2 separate regions of the Mus musculus genome follow, and region 2 is linked to region 1. The links are chromatin contacts, called in public Hi-C maps. All regions are on one chromosome and are shown on one strand. The core of a region is the stretch at or near the end of the contact, and the rest is flanking DNA. Distances in the headings are between cores, read along the strand shown. Region 1 holds the start of Cd320 (CD320 antigen). Region 2 overlaps Rab11b (RAB11B, member RAS oncogene family).

Evidence for each region. A called contact is a pair of places that touch in the nucleus more often than the background predicts.
Region 2: a contact with region 1 is called in a Hi-C map of bone marrow-derived macrophages, with 37 read pairs. The contact joins the enhancer-like site here to the promoter of Cd320 in region 1. A contact is called at or near these places in 9 of 39 promoter capture datasets (the C10 cell line, the HPC-7 cell line, HPC-7-derived erythroid cells and 5 more), 1 of 15 datasets of contacts at CTCF or cohesin (large pre-B cells), 2 of 484 Hi-C or Micro-C datasets (the C10 cell line and bone marrow-derived macrophages), 3 of 115 datasets of contacts at active chromatin or transcription factors (the HPC-7 cell line, the NIH/3T3 cell line and embryonic stem cells) and 3 of 9 other capture datasets (adipose tissue, liver and pancreatic islet).

The regions. Positions count from the first base shown.
Region 1 is chr17:33,840,721-33,844,771 of GRCm38.p6, forward strand. It overlaps Cd320 (CD320 antigen), which reads left to right and starts at 2,371. Exons shown (of 5, transcript NM_019421.3): 1 at 2,371-2,571. The coding sequence starts at 2,451.
Region 2 is chr17:33,744,149-33,748,199 of GRCm38.p6, forward strand. It overlaps Rab11b (RAB11B, member RAS oncogene family), which reads right to left. Exons shown (of 5, transcript NM_008997.3): 5 at 1-3,665. The coding sequence ends at 3,520. Among named protein-coding and RNA genes, the nearest start is that of Gm17251, 14 kb to the right of the region's middle. Within about 2 kb of position 2,068, at least 26 of the 459 cell types and tissues checked have an H3K27ac peak or open chromatin away from gene starts, as enhancers often do. A contact at or near this core is called in bone marrow-derived macrophages, where this site is marked.

The sequences.
Region 1 (4,051 bases), core at 1,121-3,620:
GGACCCCATCCCGAAATAATATTTCTTCCATGCCTGGGCCAAAAACTTGCTCTGTCCCAGGCCAACCCTGAACTCAAATGTCTGCTTTTGTAAGCATAAACAAACAAACAAACAAACTTAGCTGGGTGGGCTATCCTTTGATCACCACTCCCCACGTCTCTTTATCTCCCGAGTATCTTTCTGACAAGTCGGCTCCCAGCACAACTGCTTTTGTTCCTTTAGATTAGTGAAGCTCATATAATTCATATTGCATCCTTATTTTTTGAGAAATTAAATATTTTTGAACTCTTTTTTTAAAGTTCTTTCTCACAGGCCTAAGCTGTTCCTAAGATCCTAATGTTTACCATTTTGCTGAGACATTAGCCACACCTTGGCCTCCTGCACTCTTGCTGTCTCTGATTATCATGGAGTTATTAACTTTAACAGGGAGGACATTCCTTGAAGGAGGAATGTAATATACATAGTTATACAAACAAGCCTTAAGCTCTGCACTCATGGAGGCCTATGCCTGATGGCCGTGTCCCAGGGGCAGGTAGCACCCTACCAAGATCCTGATCCTCAAAAGTAGGATGATCTGGGGGGTGGGTATGGGGGACCTTTGGGATAGCATTGAAAATGTAAACGAGGAAAATACCTAATTTAAAAAAAAAATGGGAATGGGTGGGGGGAGGGGGGGACTTTTGGGATAGCATTGGAAATGTAATTGAGGAAAATACATAATAAAAAAAAAAAAAGAGGAAAAAAAAATGTAGGATGATCCCCACCCTCCCCTGGGCTGTCTTACTTACCTCTGTCTGCATCCCTCTCTGCCTGAATACCATTGCCTTCTCCAGAAATTGGTGAGGCTTACACAGTACACTCCAAAAGTAGTCATAACCTCTAACATTTACGGTGGTAGAGAGGCCATCCATCCACAAGCAGCACCATTTGTGTGAAAGTCTGGACTTCTATGTAGCCTTCTGGTCTACATTCTGGGAAACTTAGCCATTTGAAGGTTAGTGACTTGCCTTCCAGCCTTGTTGGGAGGTAGTGTCATAGATTCTTTTTTTTTTTTTTTTTTTTTTTTTCTTTTTGGTTTTTCGAGACAGGGTTTCTCTGTGTAGCCCTGCTGTCCTGGAACTCACTTTGTAGACCAGGCTGGCCTTGAACTCAGAAATCCACCTGCCTCTGCCTCCCGAGTGCTGGGATTAAAGGCATGCGCCTCCACGCCCGGCCAGTGTCGTGGAATCTTAAGGTAGAGCTATGGAAAACGTAATGTGAAGAATAAAACACTAAGCTGGTACATGACTATATCCCCAATACTTCGGAGGCCAAAGCAAGAGAGAGGATCACTAGTTTCAGGCCAGCTTGGGTTACCTCAGACCAGCAGAAACCACAACATCACTAGCCACATTGGATAAGCTGACTCAATGCATTCAACTGTGGAAGTGGGATGAGAAAACCCAAGGCTGCCAATCTGTATCAATTACAATTAATACAATTGTAGTATCAATCTACCAGGCCCATGTTAGAATAAATGTTTCTCAAGTGTGTGAGAACTAGAAGTTAATGAGGTTGGGATGGGAACCAAGGAGATGGTCAGTCCAGGTTCGAAGCCAGTAACTGTTCACTCATTTGATCATTCCATCATTCCCTCACTATTTTCGCCATTCATCAAAGGAAACCAACATCCTGGTTCGCCTGCAGCTGGCATTCTAGGGGGCAATCAAGACAATAAAGCTAAAATAAGTAAAATCCTTAGGTGGCACAAAGGAGGGACCTGCTGGGGAGTGTTCACAGGGTGTGGCTGCCATATTCATTGGGACCATTGGGCAGTGATATTTGCAGTAGGCTACATGTGAAGTTTAGGTCAAAATTGCTAAGTTCATTTATATCCCTAGAAGGTTTATTTTTATTTTTGGTTTTTTGAGACAGGGTTTCTCTTTGTAGCCCCCGGTGTCCTGGAACTTACTCGGTAGACCAGGCTGGCCTGGAACTCAGAAATCTGCCTGTCTTTGCCTCCCAAGTGCTGGGATTTAAGGCGTACACCACCACTGTTCAGCAGAAGTTTATTATTTCAAGTTAATGTGGTTATTTTCATGGAACTGGGGATTAAACCTAGAGCCTCCTGAATACTACTAGGCAAGTGCTCTACTACTGAACTACTCCCCGAATTCCTGTTTTTTATTCTGAGGTAGGGTCTCCTTTAATAGCCTAGGTTGGCTTTGTTCTTCCTCAGCCTGTAGAATATCTGGGAGTTACAGGCCTAGGTCACCAAACACATTAGGTTTTACTGCTAGGAAGAAGCCAGGAGGAGCCCTAAAATCAAAGTACCCTTGTATTCGGGTACTTACGGTCGCAGGCTTGCTTGCGCCACTCCCCCCTGCCTTTGTGTGCGCGTGCGCGAGAATCAGCGCGTCCTTCTGACTGAGCGGCTGCGGCTGGAGCGGAGCAGTTCGGCTAGCTGTTGGATGGCGCGGGGCGGAGCTGGGCGGGCAGTGGCCCTGGGCCTGGTGCTGCGGCTCCTCTTTGGTCTCAGAACAGGCCTAGAGGCCGCTCCGGCTCCGGCCCATACCCGGGTCCAAGTCTCCGGTGAGTGAACCCCCGTTTCTACACCGCTTTTGATCCCGCCTCCACGCGCTGGCATCGCCTCACTATTGGCTGCGCCGCCCATCGGTCGTTGACACTCCCCCAGCACGCGTGTTTGGCTTTAGCGTGGGTAGAGTGGAGAGAATCGGCCCTCTGTGCGTGCAGAGGGGACCGCCACATGGGTGCCTTCTCCTGTGTTCTGCTCAGCTTCCTCCCTTATTCCTGCGCTGTCCCTAAGTCACCTCCAAGCCGTCCTTCAGCTCAATGTGGGCTGGAAGGCTTTTGTTTCTGATTTTGACCTCTCACCACGCAGGGCTGGTCACCCGGTACCTTCTTGCAGCAGGTATGCCTTCCCGAAACCTTCAGCCCTGAGGCTGCAGTTCTGTGGCTGTTCTTTCAGCACCCAGAGCTTCAGTTTTTCCTTGTATTCCTGCCTCAGAGAATGGAAGGAAGAGCCCTGGAGTGTATTTCCCCTGTGAACCCCAATCTTGGCCAGGAACCTGTCCCGGGCAGGACGAGGAGGCCCGATTGTGACCACTGGCCACTACTGACCATCCACTCTGTATGAGAATAGGTCTTAACTGTTTCAAGGTTTTTTTGGTTTGTTTGTTTTTGTTTCTGTTTTTAGGTTTTTATTATGTTTTGATTTTTTTTTTTTTTTTCCAAACAGGGTCTCACTTTATAGCTCTGGCTGTCTGCAACTTGCTATATAGACTAGGCTGGGCTTGAACTCCTAGAGATCCACCTCCCAAGTACTGGGATTAAAGGCAGGCACTAGTTCCCCTTTTTTTGAGACAGGGACTTACTATATAACACAGGCTGGACTGCTGTTTTCAACTTGTGCCTTAGGCTCCCCAGCACAGGGATTATTAGGTATGGACCATTGTATTTGGCTGTTTATGGATCTGTACCCATAAACTACCCCTCCTCCCACTTTCGGCTGTTTTGTAGCTCCAAGCAGTCTTCTTGTTCCAGCATCCCAGGAGCTGGACTTACTATTGAGCAACATTAAGTCTGGCCTTAGTATTCCTCTTTTACAGATGAGGACATAGACTGGGAGGAGGAATCATGGGTCATCCTGACTCCTGTCTGATTAATTGCCCCCAAGAGGTATAGGGTCTGCTCTGCTCTGGGCCCATTCCAAGAAAATACAGAGTCAGGAAGAGAAGGTCTGAGTTGGCAGGACTGTGAGTTGTTAGGCATGGAGAGGAGGCTATGCTGGGCAGGAAGGGGTGGTGGCCAGGGCTTGTATTCAGTTCTTCAGCTCTCTGGAGCTTCTGAACTGTGTGGTATGCAGGTATAATTGCGTTTGACTACAAGGAGAGGGAGGGAGGGGTCTTGGAGGCTCTGGCTCTGTGTGTGAGGTAGGAAGCTCTAAAGGCTCCCTCCTGTCTTTGTTCATTCCTTCCTGCTGGCCCAAGTACCAGGTCTCTTCACTGCCTGCCCCTCTTGATCAGCAAACAGCCCCGGCTTCCCTGGAAAG
Region 2 (4,051 bases), core at 818-3,317, 97 kb before region 1:
AATCCCAGCATTCAGGAGGTAGAGGCAGGTAGATCTCTTGAGTTCAGGGCCACCCTGGATTACAAATCAAGGCCTGGACAGCAAGAGCTCTGTGAGCTGAGGGGAAAATATGTACTCAGACATGCTAAGCCACAAGGTTCATGATTCATTAGAGGTGCATTAGCATTGTACCTGCTTCCCCACATTTTTATATCTTGGGCTTTCTCTTTTTCCTGTATAGTCCTGGAATTTGCTATGTAGACCAGACTGGCCTCAAACTAAGGGATACTCCTGCCTCCCAAGTTCACGGGCTTTCTTGAGCAGGTTCCGTTTGTTGCATGTGGGGAAGGGTTTTCAGTAGTTTTGTGTTTTTGTCTTTCATGTGTTGGTCTTTGTAGTGTTTTCTCCAGTCCCTTGCTACACTATGACAGTTACAAACCCAACGATTCTATAATAAAAGTTTGTTTGGCTTAGACTTAGCCCTGGATATTCTGCCTCTAGTTCTAGTCTAGTCCCTACCTGGACACAGCAGCTAAAAGCTTGACCAAACAATAAAATGAGTTGCTTATGCACTAATTTTATTTTTGTTGTGAAAGACAATGCTAGTATAGGTGAGTGCAGGCATGTGCATCCTGTAAGAGCCTACAACATCCCTAGCTGCAAGCTTTTGACTAGGCTCACGGTACCAAATGTGAACTCACTTCTGTGGAATGGGCTTTAGATTTAATCAGAAAGGAACTGCTACTCGTAAGTCATGCCACTATGGCACCAGCAGGCATATCTTGCCTAACATGTTAGTACTGTAGCAGGGTCTACAGGCAGAGCTGTCAAAGACAGTTCTCCTCTAGCTGCTACACAGCTTCTGGCACTATGAAAGCTAGGCAGGAAGCTTCCAGATCAGTTCTCCTTGATTTTTCCATTTCTTACAACCAAAGCATATAATGTGTTGCATGGACATTGCATATCTACTTACGTGTGTACACTGTGAGAGCATCAGTGTATACTCTATGTGGATACATTTGTGTGTGCACATTGCATGTGGCTATGTGCACATTTGTGTGTGCAAATAGTCTCTCCTAAGGGTCCAGGTGGGAGGACAACTTTATAGGGAGTCCTCATCTTTCACATGGTTTGAGACAGGGTCTTTCTTGTTTTACCTCTACAGAAGCTAGTCCACGAGCTTCTGAATACCCTGGCTCTGCCTCTCATTTCCCCGAAGGATTGTTGACATTACAGGTGTTTACATTGAGTCCAACTTTGTGAGTTCTGGGAGCTGTACTCATGCAGCACTTTTACCTAGAGCCTTTGCCCCCACCCAGTGACATTTGTTTTGTAAAAATATTTAGTGTCATGTGGAAATCAGAAGACAACTTGGAGTTGGTTCTTCCAGTACGTCAACTCCATTGGCAGTTCCTGCGAGCTGAGTCTTAGACCTATGCTACCTCCTGCTTATGTCTGCTAGACAGTCCACCTTCCATCATAGCTTTGGCCAAGGGTAACTTCTGGATTGTGAGATGCCCATAAAATCCACCCCAACTTCTTTGGGGTCTTTAGTTTTTCCTTTTTTTTTTTTTTTAATTTAAATTTTATTTTCTTAGACAGGGTCTTATGTAGCTGAGGCTGGCCTTGAACTCCTGATCTCCTGTCACCACCTCCAAAGTATGAGGTAACAAGTCTGAGCCACTGTGCCCAGCTTGGATCTGAGAGATGTATCTGGGATTGACCACTTCCCTCTTCCAACACACACAAGGAGGCTACATTCATTCCAGAATCAGGAGGCAGGACACCCCCAGGTTCTCTTCATTTAGAGATGAGGGTTTCTAGAATAGCTGGCTGTATTTGGATTGTAAGATTTCCTTCAGGGGTGGAGAAGAACACATCTCGTTACTTACTATCTGCTTTGGGTACAGGAACAAGGGCAATGGGTTCTGGGAAGCGCCAGTGAAGATCAAGAGCTGCTCACCTTGTAGTCACTGTTGCCCTCTACTGTCCCCATCAAGTGTCATTCTTGAGTAAAGACAGCCATGGTAGAGCTGACATCACCCACTGTTATCAAGCACACCTTCCTTGCCAGGACTCCAGATAAGGAGTCCATTGTTGGCAGCAGATGGAAGTGGCAAGCATGCTCATGCTTCCCATTCACACCAGGGGGCATCCTAGGCCTGTCAATCCTAGATACAAACGATTTGGGAAAGGCTGGTACAACTTCTCCTTAAACTGTTCCAAGTGAAGGCTGCCACTTCAGGTCACCATCATTTCCTTCCTCCATACTACAGGAGCCACTTGCAGAGGACTCACTCTCCCCTCCTTGGAGCCCAAGATCCTTATCTCACAGCCTACTGTGCAAGATCAGCATGTCTGCCCACTGTCTTCAGCAGGTACTACGCTAACCTACTATTGGGGACACGTAAAAGGGCCCTGGTTCAGGTGCATCATTTGGTGGAGAGAAAGAAGACAGAAGCTGAGTGGTAGGTTTCTGTACAGAAGTGGCTTATACATTTTAGTAACGGGCAACAGTGCAAGGGCTACAGGGAGAATAAGAGTTCGAGAGCTGGGGTTTGGCGTAAATTTTACAAAGTGTATAAAGAATCTGTTCTCTACAATAACAAAAACCAAAGGCTACAAGAGCAGTTGTATATACAAAACACGAAGATATTGCTTCACTTGCAGACAGGTTCCTGACCAGACACGGAGACGAGACAGAGAAGTGGGGATGGGCAGAGGAGAGCGCTGCGTGCAGAGGAGGAGGGAGAGGGGCAAGGGTGTCTTCTCCCAGCATAAATCTACAGGCAGGAGCAGGAGTGCGCAGGCCTGGGAATGCTGGAGGCCGTGCTGGCACTGGCTATGGTGGTGTAGGCAGGAGGCAGAGCCCAGAATGTCCACCTGCTCAGCCTCTGATGCCTGGCTCTTCGGGTATCAGCTCAGAGAGAGTTTGGGATGAGGATACAGGGCCAGCTGGTCAACTGGCCAGAGAGGAAAGGCGGTTTCGATCTCTGAAGTCTGGAAAACAGGAGAAGCAGGTTCCTTCCACTCATCTTCCTCACCTCTGGCTGGCCTTGTCCATCCTACCAACCTCCCTATCCTGTCAAGATGCCCACAATATCCAAGAGCAGGTACATAAGCAAGGGGCTTTTAGCTTCTCTTGAGCAGGCAGGACAGGAGAGGCCACTGGACTCCTGCTCTTCCTGGGCCATTGGGCTGGCAGGCGGAGCTCACTTGGAGGGTGGGAGCAGCCTGTCCTAGAGGGACAAGGGAGGGGCCGGGAGGACACTGGTGAAGGGCTGGCCAAGGATCGAGGACGTGCACGCACGCTGGGTCAAAGTGCAGGGCAAGCCGGGCAGTGGTGGCGCACGCCTTTAATCCCAGCACTTGGGAGGCAGAGGCAGGTGGATTTCTGAGTTCGAGGCCAGCCTGGTTGACAGAGTGAGTCCCAGGACTGCCAGGGCTACACAGAGAAACCCTGTCTCGAAAAACCAAAAAAAACCAAGAAAAACAAAACAAAACAAACCAAAACCAAAAGAAAAAGAAAGTGCAGGGCAGTCACAGGCTCTGGCAGCACTGCAGCTTGTTGGGTCTCTGTCCATCGGTGGTGGGTGGCACACTGATGTCCACCACGTTGTTGCCAGGGGACTCATCGTGGGCTGCACGGTCAGCGATTTGCTTCTGTGACACAATACGGTAGATTTCTGCAACAGGGAGGATGTCGTGAGCAAGCTGTGTACCCTAGGGAAGGCAATTTACCTTTCTGCAGGGTATTGGCTAGATGATTCCTAATCTCCAACTCGACAGAGCCTAGAATCACTTGGGAGAAGGGCCTCTGAGCACGCCCGTCGGGGAGGATCTTGATGACATTAATTGACGTGGGCAGAGCCATTCCCTGCAGGGGATGCTCAGCTGTTTAGTGGAGAAAGGGAGCGAAGTGGTAGCTTGCATGGATCCCCAGTCTCCTGACTGTGATGGCATGACCAGCTGCTTCTAGTACCTTAAGCTGACAGCCAAAATAAATGCCGAATTTGCCCCTTTTTTAGAGTATTTTATCATAGCAATAGGAAACAAAGACAATTCTCCACCA